2 separate regions of the Sus scrofa genome follow, and region 1 is linked to region 2. A link is a contact called in public HiChIP or PLAC-seq data. All regions are on one chromosome and are shown on one strand. The core of a region is the stretch at or near the end of the contact, and the rest is flanking DNA. Distances in the headings are between cores, read along the strand shown. Region 1 overlaps LOC110259415 (a long non-coding RNA gene). Region 2 holds the start of LOC110259414 (a long non-coding RNA gene).

What was found. HiChIP or PLAC-seq counts read pairs in DNA pulled down with a chosen protein or histone mark.
Region 1: a contact with region 2 is called in an H3K27ac HiChIP or PLAC-seq map of skeletal muscle. The contact joins two enhancer-like sites. A contact is called at or near these places in 3 of 5 promoter capture datasets (fetal skeletal muscle, liver and skeletal muscle), 18 of 47 Hi-C or Micro-C datasets (adipocytes, adipose tissue, alveolar macrophages and 9 more) and 1 of 2 datasets of contacts at active chromatin or transcription factors (skeletal muscle).

What each region holds. Positions count from the first base shown.
Region 1 is chr2:90,349,116-90,355,840 of Sscrofa11.1, reverse strand. It overlaps LOC110259415 (a long non-coding RNA gene), which reads right to left. Exons shown (of 3, transcript XR_002341792.1): 3 at 4,288-4,895. Among named protein-coding and RNA genes, the nearest start is that of ATG10, 85 kb to the left of the region's middle. Within about 2 kb of position 4,005, at least 71 of the 83 cell types and tissues checked have an H3K27ac peak or open chromatin away from gene starts, as enhancers often do. A contact at or near this core is called in adipose tissue, fetal liver, fetal skeletal muscle and 6 more, where this site is marked.
Region 2 is chr2:90,291,262-90,297,933 of Sscrofa11.1, reverse strand. LOC110259414 (a long non-coding RNA gene) reads left to right here and starts at 378. Exons shown (of 2, transcript XR_002341790.1): 1 at 378-498; 2 at 4,792-4,925. Within about 2 kb of position 4,768, at least 36 of the 83 cell types and tissues checked have an H3K27ac peak or open chromatin away from gene starts, as enhancers often do. A contact at or near this core is called in adipose tissue, fetal liver, fetal skeletal muscle and 6 more, where this site is marked.

The DNA of each region.
Region 1 (6,725 bases), core at 2,756-5,255, 59 kb before region 2:
TTGGGGGGGAAAAAAGGACTGGTGGACCAAAAAACATATTGAATGCTAAATGTAATTGCCATGATGACTCTGACTAAAGCCACAATCAAAAGATATTCTAAACTTTAAACCCACAGTTTAGTTGATAGCTTCTTTTCCACATCTACTCATTATACAGCAAGTCATGGAGTAAACGGTCATTTAGAGCATTATTTATCAAATTCCCATGTTCACAATGAACTGGAGCTACTTTCCACATTCCACTTTTAAAAAGTCACTAAAAATTCTTTGGGTCACAGGAGTAATATTAAACATCCTGCCATGGATAATGGTAAGTGAAATTGCAATCCATGGTCCTGGGTGTAAAGATTAGCTTCACTCCAAAGCATTTCCAAATCAAATAACTTCAAATGATAAACTTAAAAAAAAAAAATACTCCTTATGGACAAAGAAATTTCATAACTTTAGGAAAATATGCACTTTTATGCAATATTAAAGTGTTAGAAATATTTTTTATCCATAAAACCCACAATTATTATCAAGGGTTTACTAACCCAGTTAGGATTTTAGAATCTTTTCTGTCTAAGCTTAACATGCTATACTTTTTGGCTAAACAAATAAACTCATTATAATATCAACACATAATTTTTTACAGCAGCAGCAGCAGCACTTCTAAACATGTAAAAACATGTCACAGATTATAAAACAGTGATGATTTCAAGTGCAGTCAAAGTAATCTCAGATTAAAACTGGCATCAAGTTGTAATAAGCATATTCACCTACCAAACAGCACTAGAGTTTGCACTGGTCATTAAAAATAAAGGAAACCAAGGAGGACACCAGAGTATAGTATTGTGTGTGCATTTTTTTAATACACATACACACACACATTTATATATAATATATACAAAATTATATATATATGTGTGTGTGTTTTCTTTTTAAGAGACGGAAAATCCCAACCAGCCCTATAGGAAGCAGGAACATCTCTCCCTCTTTCTCTCTCAGAACTGCTTTCATTTTGACCCAAATTTGCTGGCTTACTTGAAATGATTTTACCTTTCTCATTAGAAATTCATTTGAAGTAAAACTGTAGAATCTTGAAATTTAGAGCATCAAAAATTATTTATCTTAAGGGAATGGATTTTGCCATTAATTAATTTTATACACTATTTCTCTTCTTTTGTCATTCATTTGGTGTTAAGTTTTGCCAATTTAGTTTAATGCCAACCTGCCTGGGAAACCTACCTTTGCAGGCAGATGTCCAGATCAAAAAATAGCCTATTTTCATAGGAGAGATATATGCAAACATTTACACATCACACAAAATAAGGTTGAAATGGGTGGGGCCACTTGATTGACATCCATTTGTCACTCTCATTGGAAAATTTCATGGGCAGCTTCCAATATGCTTAGACAAATTTAGATGAATGGAGACTCTGACTAATGATGCCATTATCCATATACCAAATATAAATGAAGGCCTAAAATCCTGAGTCATTCATGTGAGCCGCTAAAATGACAGAGGAGGGAAACTTAGAAAAATGAAAACAAAATGTCTTGAGGTGGCAAATTAATAAAAAGAAATAACATTCACATATGTAAAAAGAAACATGCTTAGTTTGGGCGAGGAGATCCAGTAAAGTCCAGAAAACAGGGCCAAATCTTATGAATTGCAAAAATTGCATTATGTACAATCTTTTTAGCAATAAAATTATTTTAACCATCAATAACTAAGGGTTGTTATTTTAGGAGAATGAAGTCAATACATTTGTTTTCCTGAGGCGGGCAGGGGCAGTATTGTGCTATTCATGAACTTCATTAATATTCATTAATTTTTAAAGCAGTTTGGTTAGCTTTGGCCATTATCAGATATTTTGCTTTTAAATAAAAAATAATTCCAAGAACTTCATTATTTAAAAATGTAATTAGCATGAAATTTAAAACCTACATTTTCTCTAGCAGACATTGTTCATTGGAGGGTGTATATTTTTCAGAAGGTCCTGTTTTAATTGAATTCCTGGGGTAAAATTCTAAAAATCATAGTGACTAAAATAACCTAAATGTAACCAAAAGTAAGCTGAAAATACTTTTTTTAAATGTTGGAATTAATTTCCACTTTAAAGAGTACCATAGTTGACCCAATTAGCTCTGCAAACGAATTCTGTTGTTTGACATTCTTTAGCATTTCGCTGTAGACTATTTTCACCCGTCCACTACCTTAGATCCCCAAAGAGTCCAGCACACATTTAGTGATATTTACCTTATGAAGTAACTAAATCCAGATGAGCATAGAGCTCACATCACTGTAAAAAGAAATTGTTTCCTCATGCTTGCCGCTCCCATTCAGGGACTAGAAACTGCAAACTGAAAATTATCCTTGTGCAACTAGGAAATTGTGGACAGAAATGCAAAATAGTTTTATTTGTATATAAGCCCAGCCATAGAAACCATACAAAACCTTGCTCTGCAAAAGTCCACCAGCCTTTGTAAATCAGGCTTTTTACACCATGACAGATTAACAACCAGGGCAAAAAATTCATGCACGTGGAGTTGGAAATGGAATCCTCCACATGTCCTTCTTGATTCATGTCCACACTGAGGTACAATAATGTTGAGTAGTATTTTGTGGGTTATAAGAAAATAAATAAATAAAAATGAAAGTACCACCCAAAGAAAAGAAGTCTGAATAATTCAGGGAGATTTTTGAGGCATGGCCAACAGGAAAATTCACTGTAGAGAATGACTAAACTTTCAGGAAAGCACACTTCTTTGTGTGTTTTTATTTATTTATTTATTTATTTATTTATTTATTTTTAGGACTGCCTGCTCTAAACTATATTTGAATCCGTTTGATTTGCATTTGTCAAAAGTAACTTACAGTGCCAGAGAAACACCTCAGTTACATTTTCTTTAGATTTTATTTTTAGCTTTGTGTTTTATTTTGTGTTTAAGATAGGCTAGCCCCTTGGGACTAGCACAATTTTCCTGTTTATGGTAGTTTGAAAAATAGGAGAAAGTGTCTTGCTTTTTGTTACCAAAGATTCATGACTGTAGTTATAATTTTTCTAAAAACAGTTAATAACAGCCTACCAACAAGAAGAGTAAATCCTGTACCTGGCTCCCTAAAAGGATTAAATCAGCCTCCCCACCATAACATAGTGGGATAATGGGCAATATTCTCTGCAGAGATAGTTATTTACTCTATAACTTATTTTTGAAGAATATAGAAAAAAAATTTGCTGCATCCACAAGTGGATTTCCAGTCCAAGAGAGATTTGGGGCTGCCCATTTTAGGGACACTGAACCCTTTCAGCTGCCCAAATCTGACCAGACATTACACAGGGGATACTTGCAACCCTCTCTCTCTGATCTCCAGGGTCTGAATGCAGTAAGTGGCCTCCCAAACAAGAGAGAAAAGTTAGTATCAGCGTCTGAGTTCCAACTCCTCCACAAAAACCTGTGGCCCTCAAATGCCACCAAATCCTGAATGCCTACGTCACAACTCAGCAAGTCAGGCCTTGTCCTCTCCAGTTTGAGAAGGATTAAAGGTGCCCAGATAAAACTACGGAATGGAAAGGGTTAATCAGAATCCTCCTCTTCCTCCTCCTCCCTCCGCCCTCCTCCCCCGCCCCCCCGCAGAGCCAGAGTATCTCAGCAGGGAAGCGACTGGAAACCACAAACACCCAAGCTGGGTAGCAGCAACTCTGAACCTGCAGACTTGGCTCAGGGAAAGGAGTCGGTTTAGACGAAATGGTTTTATCAAGGTATCTGAACAGACTCATCAGAGACAGAAAAGGTGGTGCGCCCCTGCCCTCATATCGCAGGAATTTCTTTTATGTTGCAGTCGAAGCCTCCAAATACATTTTATGACCCTAATGCCCTTTATTCCGATAGCCCCCGAGAGGTGTTTGTAGAACTGTCCAGCAGGAGTTCACAACGCAGAGGGAGTGTAGACAGCCCCCGCCCCCCTCCCGCCGTTAAGTGCCCAGCCACGGCGTCCAAGTAATCTTTGCTGAGGGGTGGGCCCGCAAAGAAACAACCTTCGCCCCGGTCCGTGCATCCTCCAACCCAGCGGTGGGCAAGAGGCTGCAGGACAAATTCGCTGACCCTGGCCCGGGCTCCCAGCCCCCTTCCCCTAACACCAACATCCCCCACGCCCTCCTCGGTCCCTTCCCCGCTTCCCATCCGGGGGCTGTCCCTTATCTTCCCCAGAAACCTACCGGCGCTCTGAGCGCCCACCAGCAAATTCCTAACAGCCCCAGCCTTCCAGGAAAGCAAAAGCAAAAAAAAAAAAAAAAAAAAAAGACCATGACATCACGGGCAGGTTTATTTGGGTTTGTTTGTTTGCTTGTTGGCTCGATTAAATACTCGTGGAAGGTGAACGTACCCCACACAGGAGAAGTTTGATGTTGACAAACTTCTGGTGGCAGCGAGACTGTGTCAGCACAACTTCCGGGATAATGAGAGCTGCTTTGCAGGGAGCGCGGCAGCGGCGGCGGGAGGCGGCCACAGGACGGAACAGCAAATGCTATTCAGCCCGAGCAGTTTCAAGCCGCCCGAGCTGGGGAATTACTGTAGTCGAGCTACGGCTCTTACCACCGGCGCTGGATCTGGGCGCGCGTTAGGGGGGGAAGCTGCAGGCACAGGGCGCCGAGAGGGGAGCTTTCAAGTTACTTTGCTCCATCTCTGCACCCGGCAGAGGCAGGCAGGCTGCGTGGTAACTGCCAACATCTTGTTCCCAGCTCCTTTGGGCGGTCGCCCTGGAACCAACCAACTTTTCTCTCCCCCAAAACTCCCTCTTTGTTTCAAATAGGACTCTCCAAAATTTATTCTTGGGAAGACTGACAGCCGGGGTCAAGAAACAGCTGTTGAAGTTAATGTTTCTTCCTCCCACTTCGTCTGATGGTTGTGCCCTGCCAAGACAAAGTGAGAGGCACTGCCTAGTGGCTTCTTTAAACAGACAAGCATTTAGCCAAAAAAAAAAAAAAAAGTGGGGGAAAGAGGGGGGGATATTTTCCTGCTTAACATACAATCTGATCAGAAATGCAACAGCATGTGCCTTTCAACTTGTGCTGATTACTCGCTGAAAAGATGCTGCATCTTTTAGTTTTGAACACTTTGAGCATTGGGGGCAGGGATGGCAGGAGAGGTGGTTGACACTTTTCAAATTTTAGTAAAGGGGCAAAAATTTTAAACCTTCCTCTGACCCACCTGTCCCCCTCTAAGAATGGTAGAATGGCCTTGGGGAGTGGGAAAAAAAGAGTTGCATTCCTTTGCAAGGTTTGATTCACATTTCAAATTCCATGTCATTATGCAGAATAAGGGCTTTCCTAGACCTAGGCAAATTGTTTTTATTTGGAGACCTAGGCCAACCGGAACCTTGCTGCCAGCTCCTGGTAGCTCTGGGTGGTTTTCTCCAGATTAAGCCTGTCTCCTCTCCAGTTCCCCAAACCAACTCCTTTGCCCTGAGGGCATACTCAGGGGAAAGCTACCTTGTTTTTTCTGCTTTCTTGGGGTGCAGGTTGGTTTTAGCACAGCCCTTCCTCTGCTGACTGTGCTTTTTAGGGTGCCCTGTTGTCTGCCTGAGTCTCCATCCCCTGACTGAGCCCTCTGCCAGTGGCCAGTCTCTGCAGTGGGAGTGGGCAGTTGGGAACTCTGTTCCTTCCTTCCACATCAGAGAGCTTAAGCACTCTTCCACCTGACCTCTTCTCCTTTGGGAACGCTCTGCTCACTTGGCCTCTTTCAGGCACAGTCATATGAAGACATAAAAGGCCTTCCCACTCCACCACCAGGTTATCCTGTCACCACATCGCAATGCAGTGCCATCACAAAGTGATATTGCATCAGACCCAAGGATATTTTAGGAAGCGCTCAAGCTGGGTCCAACCAACCTTCTGCGCAGGCATCGGGGGCCACACTGCCAAAATGAGGGCTGCAGAGCTGCTGGACAGGTGGCAGTGATGCTCTCTCTATTCTCAGCTCCATTAACCACTTGTTCCCTGACTCCAGCCGCCCCCACCCCACAACTCCGTGGCTTTCCCACCTCTCTCTGCCTAGCTCCCAGTTACCTTTGTTTTCCCTTGTGTCTTTTTGCAGGTGTTCCGGTCCACCTTCTGAGGTATTTCCTGTTTTTTTGCCTATCATGGTCACTCACTGAGACCTTGATTAGCATTTATTCTTATTAACTATAAATCCTCTGAATTACACTGGAAGTTGCACTGGCTGCCACACACACCGGCCTCCAACTTGGGTGTCTGCAGGCCTCCTCAACTTGTTTGACTTGGGTGAACTTTTCTCATTCTCTCAGACTCGGGGTGGCCCAGCTGGGCTGGCATAATGGCAATGGCCAAGAATCCGTGCACCACCCTCAGCAAGTGCCCCCTTCTCTGAGTCCTGCTAATGCAATCCAGCCGCCAATTGACTTAAATTCCTTCCGATTTATTGTTCTCAGTCCTTAGAGTGGCCAGTGCTCAGCATTGAGCAGGGCTGTGAGGCAGGCCTTCGCTGATTCTGGAGTTGTAATTTCCTACTACTGGCTCCTGCAGTTTTATTACAGCCTCCCTTTTTTCTAAGATTGACAGACATAAACCTCCAGTGTGGAGGCCTGCAACAGCACCCTTAAAGGCTTCTTTGTGTGGAAATGCAACCTTAGGGCAAAGTCGGCCAGGCTCCAGGAAAGGCACATTTTCCTGCTACAGGGAAGCACTGTGCTGGGACCAACCTTTGGATTTCTTCTTCTCCTG
Region 2 (6,672 bases), core at 3,519-6,018:
GCAGGCTGAAGCAGGCAGCTAGAAAAACCGTAGGCAGGATGGAACAGAGCCCTGGGGTTAAAAAGAGGAGGTAAAGGTGCAGTGGAATCTCTGGCTCAACAAAGTGGTTAATTGTTGTCACATGATTCAAATATGTTTATTTCTTAAATCTTCATTCCAGACTGTGGTGGACAAGGAGCTTTTTTTTTTTTTTTTTTTTTTTTTTTTTTTTTTTTTTTGCTGCAGACAACTATTAACAAGGAATAAGGGGGAAGAAAGAAAAGAAGGGAAAAGAATGAAAGAAAAAGATTGTATTTGCATTATCAAAATGGATCAACAATCGATTCTTTAAAAGCTGCCAGAACAACATTTCACCATTATTTTCCAGGTCCAGCTATCAGCAGAACTCCCTGTCCAAGCAGGCTCATAGCAGCTACGCAGACAACAGAGAAGGAAGCTGCTTGCTGTAGCTGGCACCTTAAGGACGACAGACAGCCGACAGGGCAACTCACCCTGAAGGTGTGTGTGTGATTACACAAAACCTTCGCTTGGTCATTTTTTAGTGTTTTATTAATGCTGATGCAAAATAAGAGTAAAATTACAGGTGCCAGTTCCCAGTGTAGAATGCTGATAAACAACTTACCATTTTGCAGTGGCTGGTCACATCTGGAGCCTTTTGGGATGCAAAAGTACTGGAAGGATTATTGCAAAACTTAAAGACACTTTTGCTGCCATTACTTTGTTTTTAACCTAAATTAGTGAGGGGTTGGGGGGGTGGAGGGGGAGTGCTCTTTTAGACAGTTATAATGCTTATATCATAAACTTATTTAAACACTAATCTGATAGCAAAATCAAAAAGGGGTTCGGTTTACAGTAGTTGCTTGAAAACTTTTCTAAATAGACCTTAAATAGACAGAGGCTGGTATAAAACTATGGACTAATGGGCTATAATTTATTAACTTGGGTATGCTATCAGATTTCCCAATTTAAATAACCTGTTCAAACTTGATTTGTCATTGTTGATACCTCTCCTTTGGGTGTTGAATTAGCATGTTATGTGCACAGCCTAAGGATAATAATGTAAATATAGAAGTGCTTTGTTCTTATTCTTTATGAAGTTATGATTTTCCACAACCACAAAAGAACATCAACTTAAGGATATAATAAGAGTATTAGAATATAGTTGCTATTTTTCACTCATTTTAAAGAAAGATCTTCTTTTAGGATATAAATATTTTTCTTTGTTTTCTATCCACTTTCAGGTTATTTAGGCCTGGCACAAAGACTAGGCATAGATGGGTGGAGAGAGGCTGGAGAGAGTACCTTCAGAAAAGTATTTGTGAATTGGTGGTTTTCCATCAAGTTGCTTGAGGAATAATTATTCATGTATGAAGCTAATAGCATATGGTTTTCTTGATCCTTTTTGTGCCCCTCCTTTGAAAACATGCAGTTTGAAATTTAGGCTGCAAACCCCATCATAGCCACTGAGGCCTGGTTTCGAGAAGATTATTTGCCCTATCTATTATATAGGAAATTAGATGTTTTAAGGAATGCACATGGTTTTCTATAGTGCTACATGGACTGGCAGGGCTGGAGATGGATATTTCTCATAGTACTTCCTTGTCAAGAATATTCCTCTTTTGGAGTTCCCACTCTGACCCAACAGGATCCACTGCATCTTGGGAGTGTTGGGATGCAGGTTCAATCCCAGGCCTGGTACAGTGGGTTAAGGCTCCAGCGTCGCTACAGCTGCAGCTTAGGTCAAACTCCCACTTGATCTGCTCCCTGGCCAGGGAACTCCATATGCCCAGGGGCAGCCGAAAAAAACAAAAAATATATTCTTATTTTACATTAAATAATATCTTAAGGGCTTAATAGGTTTTATGCCTGAATGTTGAAGCAGTGTGTGAAGTAAGTGAAACTTTCAAGCTTTCTTCATGCAAATGAGCAGATATGCTTAACAAATCGATCTTTAGTTTATAGGATGAACAAAGCCACTGTCAGGTGAGCCCTGATGGTACATGTAGACACACGCACACACTGGCTCAGACATGTATTAGCATCACGTGTTACTGCGCTGAAAAAGTACTTCGTTGACTGAAATATGCATATATGAATTAAGTAATGTCCCTTCTGCCTAAGTCTGGTTTTAAGCCCTGTGTGTCCTCTTTTTGACAATAATGTAAGAAACTTTCTGACTGACTAGGTAAAGAAGTCAAAAAGAGCTTGTTTCCCTTCTAGTTTCTTTCTATGCCTTCCTCATTAACTTGGAATTATATTATGTGGTTTGTTGTAAAAAAAAAAAAATAGCACATACGTGGTGGAAGAGGGGACAGAGGAGATGAACATTTGCTGATAGGAGCCAAGCTCTTCATATAAATTACCTCATTTATTCCCTGCAGCAAACTGAAAGGGAAATATTGTATAGATGAGGAAACCGAAGCTAAGAGAGCTTAAATAACTTGACCAAATTTACAGAGCTCATAGTTAGAGGAATCAGAACTTCTGAATCTAATTCTAAAATTTATATTATTTTTATTATACTGTGGTACCTTCTATGGATTCTGAAGTTTCATATAGGAAAGACAAGAGGGAGAGTTTCATTTGGAAGGTAACACCTCATATTGTTTGGATTACATTTTCAAATCTAGTTAGTAAATCCACATGCTGCAAATTTAACCTGTTCTTGAATCTTCTATGCAACAGTCTGCATTTTATAGTTGGACAAACATGTCTAGAAAGAGTTTCATCTTGGTAGCTAAAAAAGACAGTTGGAGACTTTTGCTTTTGGTACAATATAAAGTGTTTTTGGTAATGACCTTTTCAATTGTGGTATTAATGTCTTAGCCAAAGCTCTACTCATTGCCAGGAAGAGAAAGACACTCAAGAGAAGTTTATTATGAGGTTAAAATGGGCCATCTTCTGGTGATCCTAGAGGGGGGGAAAAATCAATGTTCAGACCATGCATTGGTTTAAGAATGAGACCTAGAACCAAGGTACTTCCTCTGTCTCCACCGTGACCACATGATTTACTGGTTTTGCTTCTCTCTGCACATCTGCTCCATTCTCCAGCATTCTCTACCCGTCATCAGTATGCTTATGGTTGAAAATAGCCATCATAGATCCCAATTTCTCATGATCCCCAGATTACCATCGAAGGACATTCTTGGGTCTCTTTAATTTTGACAGCACTGATTCCTAACTGCCATTTGTGTCCTTGATCCAGTGTCCACTGGTGGTACCAGGGAGGGAGATACAAACATGATTTTTATGCCTACCTCCTTAGGAAGGGTTACCAGTATGGGCAATTCCTAGAGAAAAGGGCTCTGAGTGAAGCAAGCATTCCAAATACACCTCCAACCTTAAATAAAAAGTATGTGAAAAAAAGTCACATTCACAAAGTTTGGGGAATATTTTCATATAGTCTCCTTTGATCTGGAATTATCTGTTCCCACCTTACACTTAAGGAAACTATGACCACCTGGCTTGGTGAAGGTCATCTGGCAAAGTAAATGGAGGACCTGGGACTAGATACCAAAGCCCCTAGGTCTTTCCGCCATATTAAGCTGCCTTTTGTCCATGGAATTGGACACAGTTTATGGAAGAAAGTTGCTTTGTGGTGGTTGTACACCTACAGTTTAATTCACAATTAGCACTCATGAATGAATTTGCTAATTTGAAACCACAATGGGTTTTAGCTTCCTTTCATGGAACCACATCTTTGTGTTGCACCTAACAGTTAATTCTGCACTCCATTGGAAGCATGTAAATAATTTTCTTATATTGGTATGGTACATACTTGTAGGAATTATGGATACCAAGGAAAAAAATATGTTGAATAGATTGTTTTGGGCTGTTGAGTAATTGTAGTTCAATTTTGTGCAAGTAATAGACTATGCCTTTGAAATATGGACAGTTGGTGTGGAGCTGGAACATTTTGGTTAAGGGAGGCACAGGCTCCATAAAGGTGGAAATGTCCTAAAAATTCATGAACAAATGAACCTTTAGTCAGATCTAGTCCCTGGCAATTTGTGCCAGTATTTTTTTCAATGACTCCTGAACCTCAAACCAAAAATCAAGAAAAAAAATTTAATAAAAATGCTTGCAGTTATCCTCTTTTCCCAGAGATAATACAGTTTCCCTGTGCTAAATTCTGTTATTTTTTCCAAAATTTGAAAAAGTGATTATATTTTAAAGACGAAAGCAATTTATTCCTGTCCTCAAGAAAAAAAAAGTCCAGTATAGTGGACAAATTGAAATGCATAAAAATATAAGATATTTTTAAATCTCATTCCTAATGGACATATCTCTGGCAATGACACCATGGCAAGAAATGAATGGCAGTTTTTCATGCAAGAGTATTACAAATAAATTCCTGTAGTACTTTAAATGTCTGGAAAAGTCTCTAGAAATGGACCTTAAATGGTTACACAGTTAGCACTCAGATATCAAAGAATTCAGCAAAATAGAGACTGTTTAAATATTAAACATCAAATTTTCCTTCTTTCAAAGGACTAATAACTTAGCAATAAAAATTGTCTTTGAATCTTGCCATCAGAAGGTCTCAGTCAGGCAGTGGATTTTAAATAAAAATTTGCAAGCAGTTCCTATTTAAGCAAAATTAACAGCTGAGCAAAGAGGAATGAATTAGTAGCCTGCCCCAAACTCACCTTGAACAGACAACAGTCCACCTCCTTTGCAGTACAAGCTCCTCCTCTGTGGAGCTGCCTGCAAAGCGAAAGCACCCAGGATCGATGCTGTCAGGGAAATGCATCTGCACTGAGGCAAGGCACTAATCAAGTTCTCCTGCAGCTGCTGACCTAGCCCGCAACACTGGAAGAAGAAACGCGCAGCCATGAAAGAGAAGCAGAAGAGAAAAGGAAACAATGAAGGAGGAGTCCCTGAGATGGAAAATAATGGGACACCCCCACAATAAAAATCTCTTTGTCCGCAGGGATGAGGAAATATTTCATTAAGATATTCTCGAAAAGACCCATGTAGAGTGAGAGGCAAAGGGTAAAATGACTTGCTGAGGCTTTTCTGGGGAGCAACTAGAGCCTGAGAATCCATTCCCAAATGGCAGCCCTGTTACTGGACCAAAAACGGAAGGTAGGACCCAGTCAAAAGTAACAGAAGGAGTCATAACCTGGGAGGGGTAGAGCTAGGGCAGTACAACACATTTTTTTCTGTACTTCTGTTCTTCTGAAAACTATTGATCCTGCTTGGTTCTCAAGAGAACACGCATAGAGAAGGAACCATGACATCATAGAATCTTGAGGCTATAAATAAGCTAAGGCTTTCTAGTCCAACCAGAGACAAGGATTGGGAGATTCAAAAAGATCTAAGAGCTTCCCCAAGGTCACATACAAATGAGGGGCAGAGAGCTAGAAAGAACCAAAATCAATTTCTCCTAGATTCAGGACAGTTCTTTTGGAGTTCCAGTAAATTTTCCACACTTCCGAAGCCTTATTAGCTATGGGCTCACGTTGGAACAGTTCATTTCAATAAGTAAGCTAACATGAAACAGCATTGGATAGTTAATAATAAAAACGATTTTTATAAATAATTACTTCAATAGGAAATATGACTTCTGTCAACCTATGAAATACATTTTGTTTTTGCAAATAATATTGCAGTGTTATCTCTTATTAGATGTCTGGGATTCTTTTCCAGATATTGTCACCAGCTGGGTTAGGTGTTATACAGCATGCGTTGACATTTGAATTAGTAAATTTCTATCACGGAAATAAGGAATTTAGAGAACCTAAGTAGCATTCATTATAGACAGTGTCATTACTTCCAAAACACTTACTTTTTTCCTCTCATTTATTTGATTAACGCATACAAAAATTACAGGAGTTGTAAGGAACCAGAAGAGGAGTAATTTGGCTAGAGTAGTTTGCATATGGAAAACCTCTACTCAGGAAGGTCTTTAGGTAAGTGTATTTGTTTTCATCTCCTAAAAAACATTTGTCAGGGAGTTCCCGTCGTGGTGCAGTGGTTAACGAATCCGACTAGGAACCATGAGGTTGCGGGTTCGGTCCCTGCCCTTGCTCAGTGGTTAACGATCCGGCGTTGCCATGAGCTGTGGTGTAGGTTGCAGACACGGCTTCTGATCCCGCGTTGCTGTGGCTCTGGCATAGGCCAGTGGCTACAGCTCGCATTAGACCCCTAGCCTGGGAACCTCCATATGGCGCAGGTACGGCCCCTAGAAAAGACAAAAACAAAACAAACAAACAAACAAAAAAAACCCTACATGCTAGGCCCACTATAAAACAAAAAGCACACTTTCACAGGATTATCTGCTTAAGATTTCTCCACTACTATGTAAATCATTAAAAAACTGAAAGGCTGAGAGCCCTGGTAAAATTCAGAGGACATGTGGTAATTGGCACAGCACAAACATTGACCAATAGCACCACAGTATATTTATTCGCCTTTCCTTCCAGCACTGCTTAGAGTGTGGAGGGTCATGCCATGGAATTGGTAGCATTATTATTATGTTTATCTGTGTTTAGAAATAAAGGTAAATGAGAACATGTATTTCAGTATTAGATACAGCATGTTAGATTTTGGCATATACTTAAATTTTAACATCTACTGTGTGCTAGATGTAATGCTTGGTGCAAATGAGATATGAGATAGAAGTTTACGAGCTAGCAGGGAGGATGAACATGAACATAAAAGATTATG